Regions from separate parts of the Zea mays genome. Here region 1 is linked to region 2. A link is a contact called in public Hi-C data. All regions are on one chromosome and are shown on one strand. Each heading gives the region's core, a stretch centred on a gene start, on an enhancer-like site or on the middle of the called end of the contact. The rest is flanking DNA. Distances are from core to core; before and after follow the strand shown.

The links. A called contact is a pair of places that touch in the nucleus more often than the background predicts.
Region 1: a contact with region 2 is called in a Hi-C map of ear, with 1.7 times the contacts expected there. The contact joins the promoter of LOC100191716 here to the promoter of LOC542063 in region 2. A contact is called at or near these places in 2 of 25 Hi-C or Micro-C datasets (ear and leaf).

What each region holds. Positions count from the first base shown.
Region 1 is chr3:174,645,422-174,649,451 of Zm-B73-REFERENCE-NAM-5.0, forward strand. It overlaps LOC100191716, which reads right to left and starts at 1,409. Exons shown (of 3, transcript NM_001328205.1): 1 at 899-1,409; 2 at 412-680. The coding sequence starts at 1,139.
Region 2 is chr3:174,501,471-174,506,052 of Zm-B73-REFERENCE-NAM-5.0, forward strand. It overlaps LOC542063 (barley mlo defense gene homolog 5), which reads right to left and starts at 2,962. Exons shown (of 14, transcript NM_001305849.1): 1 at 2,512-2,962; 2 at 2,337-2,394; 3 at 1,894-2,126; 4 at 1,357-1,473; 5 at 1,210-1,264; 6 at 950-1,041; 7 at 508-582; 8 at 340-428; 9 at 168-217; 10 at 1-30. The coding sequence starts at 2,643.

The DNA.
Region 1 (4,030 bases), core at 159-2,658, 140 kb after region 2:
ATGATACAATTTTAGTCCAGATCTCAGTGATTACATCTAGGATCGTGGGATCTAGGTTCACAAACTCTCGTGCATCTAGGGGAGTGTATAATCGACAGATAGCATCTAGGCGTGTGCTGTGAGGCCAACTATATGAACAGCGTCATTGCTCATGGGCGCATGGAAGGAAGAAAGGGAAGATGAACAAACCCTAATTTATACCTAGTAGTTTCTCAGAGAACGAAGGCGCTTGCTCCATTCAAGGGAAAAACCTAGCTAACAGCAAAAACTAACTCACCCAAAGCAAGTAAGCCCAAACCCTAGCTCGTTCCTAGCTAACGACTCATCGATTTGGTGGCAAAATTAGCTGATTTCTTGCATTGGAGCCAGCCAATCGAAGATGGCCATGGTGAACGAGACACGATGCCGTACCTTGTGGTAGCGGTCGGTGTCGTCGGGCGGGAGGCGGTACTCGTTCATGATCCAGCTGCTGCGGACGCCCTTGGGCGCCTTGCCGGAGTAGAAGACGAGCGTCTTCTTGAGCCCGATGGGGCGGCTGTTGTCCGCCTTGATGGTGCGGTCGGCGCCCGTGGCCTTCCAGTAGCCCGACGCCGTCACCCGGTTGGGCCTGTCGCCGTTGCGGTACTTGCGGTCCCTCGGCACGTAGAAGTACCACTCCTTCTCCCCAATCGCGGCCATTGCTGCACGCATACATGCATGCAGACCATCCGTCAGCCCTTAGTCAACTTGATTAGATCGAATTCTAGGCTTCTAGCACAAGACTGGTTAGTTCGGGGTCGGGGGCGTGGGGGGCGAGAGAGATTGGAAGGGTACGGTGGGAGAAAGATCCGAGTAACTGGTGTGTGCGCGGCATGGGGAGAGGGGACGACGAAAACGAGAGCAGGAGACGGACACGGACCTGGGAGCTCCCATGGGTCGTAGCGGTAGAGGTCGAGGAAGGTGATGAGCTCCACGTTGAAGCGCTTGCCCTCCACCTTCCGGCGGAGGTAGAACTCGATGAGCTCCTCCTCCGTGGGGTGGAACCGGAAGCCCGGCATCACCAGGTCGTCCTCGTGCGCGTCGCTGCTTCCTCCGCTTCCACCTGCAGCCGCCGCGCCGCCGTGCCCGTTCTCGTGCCTGCCGCCGCCGCCTCCGCTCATGATAGCCGATCGACCGCGCGCGTCTGTGTGCGTCGTCGTCGTCTACCGCCGCTGCTGCCCCGGCCTCGGCTGCTGCCTCCGCATATCTTTGTAGTACCCTCTGTGCCCCGGCCTCGGCGAGCGCGGCTGTAGCTGCTGCTGGCTAGGTAGTAGCTGCTAGATATGTGCGTAGGTAGCTAGCGCGCGCGAGCGAGCTCAGTGGGCTGTGGCTGCTTCCTCTAGGAAAAAGGGGACGTCGCTGCTGCTCGCGCGCGGTCGCAAGTGCAAGTGGGGGGGAGGAGACGAGGGGCAAAGGAGGCGTCGCTGGGACAATATATATCGACCAAAAATCTCGCCCTACTTTGGATCGGCCCCGGCCAGCCGTCTCTCTAACCACTCGTCTACACCGCAGCTAGCTATAGCCGAGCACGCAGCAGAGCGCGCACGCAGGGTCGAAGCCTGCTGACGCCAGTCGCCACGTCACGACTCACACGCGCGCGCGCGACGGGCCGGGAGGAGCCGAGCTAGGAGGAGGTGGGAAATTATCAGTCGCGGGGCGGAGGGGGGACCCGCTGGCCGGCCGGAGCTAGCGGGAGCGGTGGAGTGAGGGACAGCGACGGCGGAGCGAGTTTAATAGGGGGGAAAAGGACGGCTCAGGAAGCGGACAGCTGTGGGCGGTTGCCGCCGGCAGGCATCAATCCATCCATTTGCTGGCCTGGACTGGACCCTGCGCGCGCGCCTTCTTGCCTTGGCGGCCGATGATACAAGACGATACGTGCACACACAAGGAGCCGCGCCCCCGCGATGGCGCTAGATTGATTCGCTTCGGCCATTGTTTTCTTCCTTGATGTGCTCTCTGCTGTCTCTGCGTCTCTACACGATAGCTACGTACAGTTATTGCCATGCGCCTGGATCGTATTTGTGATGTAAGTGTAACCTAACATTAATCAATACACTACTATTAATCAACCAGCCTTTTCCACATGTTTATGTACAAAACCAGGGGGGAGGCCATGCGCACACACATATATATGCTTTTCGCTACGTACTCGCTACCTGCAGTGTGGTTGCTGTTGCTGACTTTAATTTGCGACGGAGTACGAGCACAGAGTACTGTGAATCTGTGATGAAGTGAAATCTGGCCGGATTTCTCAGAACCTCTCTCTTTTGGATTCCAATCCCCCCTCGCGCCACTTGCTTGCTTGCTTGCATGCATATGCTCGAATTGGGTAAGCAGGCCTTGCATGAAGCCACGCAGACGACACGTACTACAGTGCTGCGGGCGTGTCCATGGAACTGGGTTATTACTGCAGGCGCGCGCGGCCGCCGCGTGCACTGTGTGCTGCTTCTGACTGACTTCTGATGCGTCCCTTTCGACGGCTGCTTTTCGCGCAAAAAAAAAAAGAGAGAGGAGCTATTGGTAAAAGCAGATCGAAAAGCAAGCACGGCAGTCGGCATGCATGGCAGGACGTTGAAACCAGCAACTGTGTCTCCCTCCCTGCGCGGCTGCATGCGCAGCACAGTATCATTTCGTTTCATCAGCTGATACTGATAGCTCTAGCTCGCGTCGCGTGTGGACGACATTTGTGCATGCAGCATGCATGGGACCCGAACGAATAGTAGCATGAATGATGCATGGGATGTTGAGATCTGTGAATGAAGTGAGGATGAAGTGGTGAGACGAGACCAGATGCTTCCATGCGGATGCCTTGAGCCAGGGAAATGGTACGGCATGAATTAATGAGCTGGCTCTATCTACGTATCCCGGAGCAGCAGTAGGAGCAAGAGGGTCCGTATCAGAAACTGAGAGTCAGCTAGGGAAGACAGTGTCCAAGAATAGCTAGCGTATTTGCAAGCTGCCGATCGAGGAACTCTCGACAAGGCAGCATGCATGGGCGCATATATATATATATATATATATATATATATATATATATATATATATATATATATATATATATATATATATATATATATATATATATATATATATATATATATATATATATATATATATATTGCACTGCACTGGTGTGGGGTGATGGTGATCGAATGGCCATATGCATGGACCATGTAGTACTGTATAAGCGATCGCTACTAGCAGCCTACTACGCGCGCTAAAAGAAAAAAAAGGAAAAACAGTAACAGCAGCCACATGCATTGCTACCAGCTAGCGTAGCCGCCGCTGCACACACACAACACACAAGCCGGCCGGCCGGTCCCTGCATATACACTACACTACAAGGGAGTGACGGGATGGTTAGGCCGTTTTTATCCTACCGCCACGTCCCATCTACGTGCATGTGTGCGTGCCTAGGGCAGCAGGAAGGAAACGAGCGGCTTCCGCGCGCAACAAGTCTGTGCCTCGTGACAGACATGTAAGACCCGCCGTTTGATGTGATCTCAGAAAAGGGCAGACGTGTAGGGCTCCATCTCCGTCCATGCCTGTCGTCCGCATGCTATATATTAGCTGCGCGCGTAAATGTTCTGAAGAACGCCGCTGATGAGTGGCCACTTAACTATCTAGTACGGAGTATTCTATAGACGACGCCCATGCATGCATGCACCAGCTATCCCCAAAAGCTGTGACTTGTGAGGAGTGTTAAGGCAGCATATGCTGCCTAGCTTCAACAGGAAATATCTCGACACTTGAACAGCTCAAGCAAATTCAGAAGACCAAAAATATAGCTAACTATAGCTTGGAGCTAATAACAACATCTCCAATAGTTACGTAAATTTAGCATCCTCAATTATAGATTTAAGAAGTTGCTAAAACACTTTAAAGAGTAGAAAATATGTGTGCTCCAACAGTTCTCTATTTAATGGTTGCTAATTTTTAAAATTATCCACACCAACAAAAAAAATAAACATGTTTTCTATTTTTAATTGAGCAACAACCTTCCATAACGTAT
Region 2 (4,582 bases), core at 1,712-4,211:
TGAAAGAGATCCAAAAGTATGTGTGCCAACCTGTAGATTTGCAAGACACATACAATCATCAAATCAACACTGATGTACTCCTACTAGTTTACTAGTAACAGCAGTGGTAAAGCAGCTCTGTACATAATTAGAGGCTTAAATGATTCTTTCAGTGAGATTGAACTCACCATTGATGTTCAGCAACATGAATACCACAACAAATATCCACAAGTACCAGCTAAGAGAGGTAAGAAAAGGAAAAATAGAAAGACAAGATAGTTAGGTTCACCAATTGTGCTCAACAACTGTTGGTACATCAACTGCCAACCGGTAAATGTATGAATTTGCTGATTGGACTACCTTATGCCAACCACCTTCTTAAAGTCAGCCTCCAAAGCTCGCATCATGTACCTGTGGAAATCAAATTTTGGGTTTGACCTACAATGTGTCTGCAAAGGAAAATTGCCACCTGTTATGATTGAGAAGGGAACAAAACGTTAGTTTCTTTTTCTTGTGTGTTATCCTTACCGTGATGAAGCCAAGTCGCATTGTAGTGTAGTCTGATTTAGTAACCGACCCATAAAACTGCTTGAGAAAAGAATGCTGAAAGTAAAAGCTTAATGAGTCGGTTAAACTGATACTTGATAATTAGGTACTTAATAAAAGTGAATTCATGACGCAGTAGTACAGAAATACATGTTAATCATTGAAATGTATTTTGGACTATTTCTCGAAACACTGTAAGTTATCCATTAATAGGTGGAACCGCGTAAGAGGGACAAGAGAAAACAGCAACATAGCAGGTTGCACAAGTTGGTCAGAAAAACTAGGTAGCCTATCCTGTCTAGCCCAAACACAAACTAGATTGTATGTTGAAAATGATAGTGTAAGCTCTAGAAATTAGATAAGCTGTAGTTGGGACAGAAGATACATTATTTTGACTGAAAGCGCTATGCAATCCATTTCTTACCAGCCAGCTCAACATTGTGGTATCTCTGCCAATGCCCTTGGAATGTTCCCTGATAAATTCAGATTGATGCACATAGGTCACCTTCCTAGGCCCTATAGTTCCAAAGGATTGTACCAAAAAGGGAGCCTTAATATTTATCCAATAATTACCATGAGGATTAGATTGCTTATAAAAGGACAATTGCTACTTGCTACCACCACACCACAAGTACTCCTTATATCAGCTAACCAAAACATGAGCAGCAAACGAGATACTACTACCATTGTCTGTAGCACCCTTCTGAATCTCATCCTCCCAGTGTTTCCATTGACGAATCTGAGTAACACGGTGGAATTAGTCAAAGTTAGAATTACATGAAGCTAAGATTGATTTACGCACGGATGAGTGAAATGCCATCGATACTTTACCCTCACGCTTCCTAGAAGCATAGTCAGGACACAGAAAATCACGTGTGCAATGGCCAGAATGAAAATGAAGATATGCAACTGATGCAGTGCTTCAACTGACAACAAAGGAACTTCTCCCTGTCGACAAATATGCTGGAGTTAGAACTAAAATCATGGTTGCCTTGAAGCCTTGACTCTGTAACTCCATAATGTCACGCATTTACAGATTTTTGAAAGAGAAGTTTCGATCCTGTAGTAGACGTAGAGACAAGTATTTGTGTTCCCTATACTATTCCCACAACGTGTCCACCTTGTCTAAAATGTGAATTGGGGAAATAAAGAAAGATCCCCATGTGCTGCTATCTAGTGTTGCACACAAGCCGCATACTACATCAGTCACGAGTCATAGATATTAGGCACGATATCATAGATAATAGGCACGATATTTAATGATACAATCTAGAAAAATCCAAGTTGTCTTGTCAATGATTGGAAGCATAGTCTGTTATAACGAGCATCAGATAGACCAACAAGTGCATGTGTAGTTCGTCCACCGACCTTCTTCTGGCAACGCTGGGTCCTAGGCCCGCCCTCGGCAAGCAAACGCCGGCGGGTGAGGCCTAAGATTCCGGCAGCATGGCCGTGCGCCTCCGTGGGGCTCAGCTCGGCCTGCTCCTTGGCGCTACGGCATGGGAGCATGTAGATGGTCCACCCCGGAGGAATGCACGTCCTCTGCATCACTCCTTGGAACACCGTCAGCAGCAGCGAGATGAACCCCAGAAGCATCAGCTCTGCGAAATAGCATCGGATATATACGTTGAGGAAACCCGAAGAACTCTACTGTAGCAGCCACCACAGCTCACATTCACTCAAGATGAACAAAGCTTCCGCTTTTTTTTTTTTGATAGTGATAGGAGCGCATAAACCCCAGCTTCTGCAGAACATCACCTGGAAACGGGCTGAACGTCAGAGAGAGAGAAAAAAAAAAAGCAGGTCGATACCTTCTTTGACCTTGAGGAGAGCCTCGAAGAGCGCCTTCTGGTTCTTCCCCTTGAACGTCTGCCAGCCGTCGCCAGTGGACAGTGGACGCCACCAAGGTGCGGCATTAAATTCAGGAGGGAGACGAGGAGCGAGGCGTTTCGGTGCTCAGGAACGCACGCAAGGAAAATCGGTTACCTTGCCGAGGTAATGCAGGCACCTCTCGGCTGCGAGGGAGATGACCACGATGAGGGAGCAGACCGCCGCCACGATCCACGTCGGCGTGAACTCCAGCGCCGTCGACTCCGATTCCCCGCTGCCATCCGCCATTCACTGATTCCCTCCCTCCTCTCGCGGCGCGGCTCCGGGCGGGCTGCAGTGAAGTGGTTCGCCCGGAACCCCGGACGCGGGCCGGCAGTGGGGTTTTGTTTGCCTGCTCTGAGCGCGCCGGCTTTTCCAGTCGTTGGCCAAACGTACGACGGTTGGAAATAACACGGAACGCTTTAATAGTGCACTAATTGCGTTATCGATCACGGCGGCCGTCCGTCCGTCCGTCAGCTGGCACGGGCACGCACCGCCGCACCGGCAGTGGCGGCAGCCGGGCAGGTCAGCGGCGCATGGATGGAACGGAGGCCCAACTGCTCGGTGGCAGTAGCACGGGTCCGTGTCTTTGAGAAAGATGACCACGGCTGCTGTTTACTATGGCCGATGGCGTCATGCCGTGTCCCGCAGCTGTTTCCATGGCTGCTCCAGGGCTCCTGCTCACGCACAAAGGACAAGACGGGGGGCGTCGGTGAAGTGAAGGGCTGGCAGTTGGCTGGCCCGCCACAACCTCGCCGAAAGAAGAGAATGCTGGCCCTGAATCAACGGCCACAAACTTCATTCTCTTGTGCCGTGAGCCGTGAGAAAGAGAAAAAAATTTATCAACACCGTGAATAGTAGGAGTACTCATCAAAGCGGAAGATGGGAAAAATTTCGTGACTTGAATAGGTATGCAGCAGGTGACAAGTAGCTACTACTGGTCCTGGCAAAAGGCAACGTATGACTAGAGATGATAATAGGCTCTATATTTTATATTATACTAAAATTTAAGTATCGAATCAGATTATGATCTGAATCTATTCATATTTATTTTGAACTAAAATTAATTAAAGGTTCTAATTTATTGTGAAGAAGTATTTGAATCGTGATCTATTACCCACCCCTATGGATGACATATAGGGCCTCCTTGTTTGCTTAGGCTTTGTTTAAATGTATTAGTTGGCTAACTATTAGTAAATTTTGCTAAAAGTAGCTGGTAGCTAAATTATTAGCTGGCTAGTTTGGATGTTAGTAACTAATTTTAGCAGCTAATTATTAGCTTTAATGAATTTAAACAGGGCCTTAGTCTTGTCGGCATGCGCGACTAGCCTACCCAAAACAAACATGTTAGAAAGTATCTTGTGTATAGTTTGCATACATATTGATTCAATAAAAAATTTTATTTATATAGATAGAAAGTTGGAAATAAAACTAGTATGATGATTCATAAGGCCCTGTTTGCAATCTCTAGAGTTGATAGTTAGTCGTTAAAACTAGTTGTAGAGGTTCCAAATACTTTAACTAATTGTTAGCTAACTCACATGTTACAATTAGTTCATTAGTTGGCTCAACCCATCCAACAATTTGTTAGCTGTCTAACTATTAGCTTTGTTGAAGTGTATAAATAGAATGACTACCTTCTCTCATCATCTTAAGCTTTTGGGTTCAACTGGTTAATGCATTCACTTAACATAGTATTGAAGTCAAATGTCTTGAGTTTGAATCCTAGCAGATGCTTTATTTGTGCATTCACCCATTTATTTCCACATTTGCGTCTTTCTATCTAGTTGCACGTGAGTGGGAGTGTTGAAGTGTATAAGGGGATTGGTTACATTCTTCTATCAGTTTAATCTTTTGGGTTGAACTGGTTAGTGCGTTCACTCTAACATGCTCTAGGGGTTTCAAATGGAGCCTAACTTATAAGACATTGCATTGTGATACCTTAATATGGATATGTCATATTTTTTGATAGAGGTACACCTAATATATTTCCACATGGTAATCACAGTCATCTCTTTAAACACATATAGCTCTCAAGAAATCATCATCATAAATAGCTTCGATTCAACAGTTGTGAAGCCACAAGGGTCCAAATTGAACCAACCGATCTAATACCACTTCATGGGACCTGACGCCTAAGGAGGTGAATGTCACACCCGGTTTTGAAGGTAAACCGAATGCAAACCAT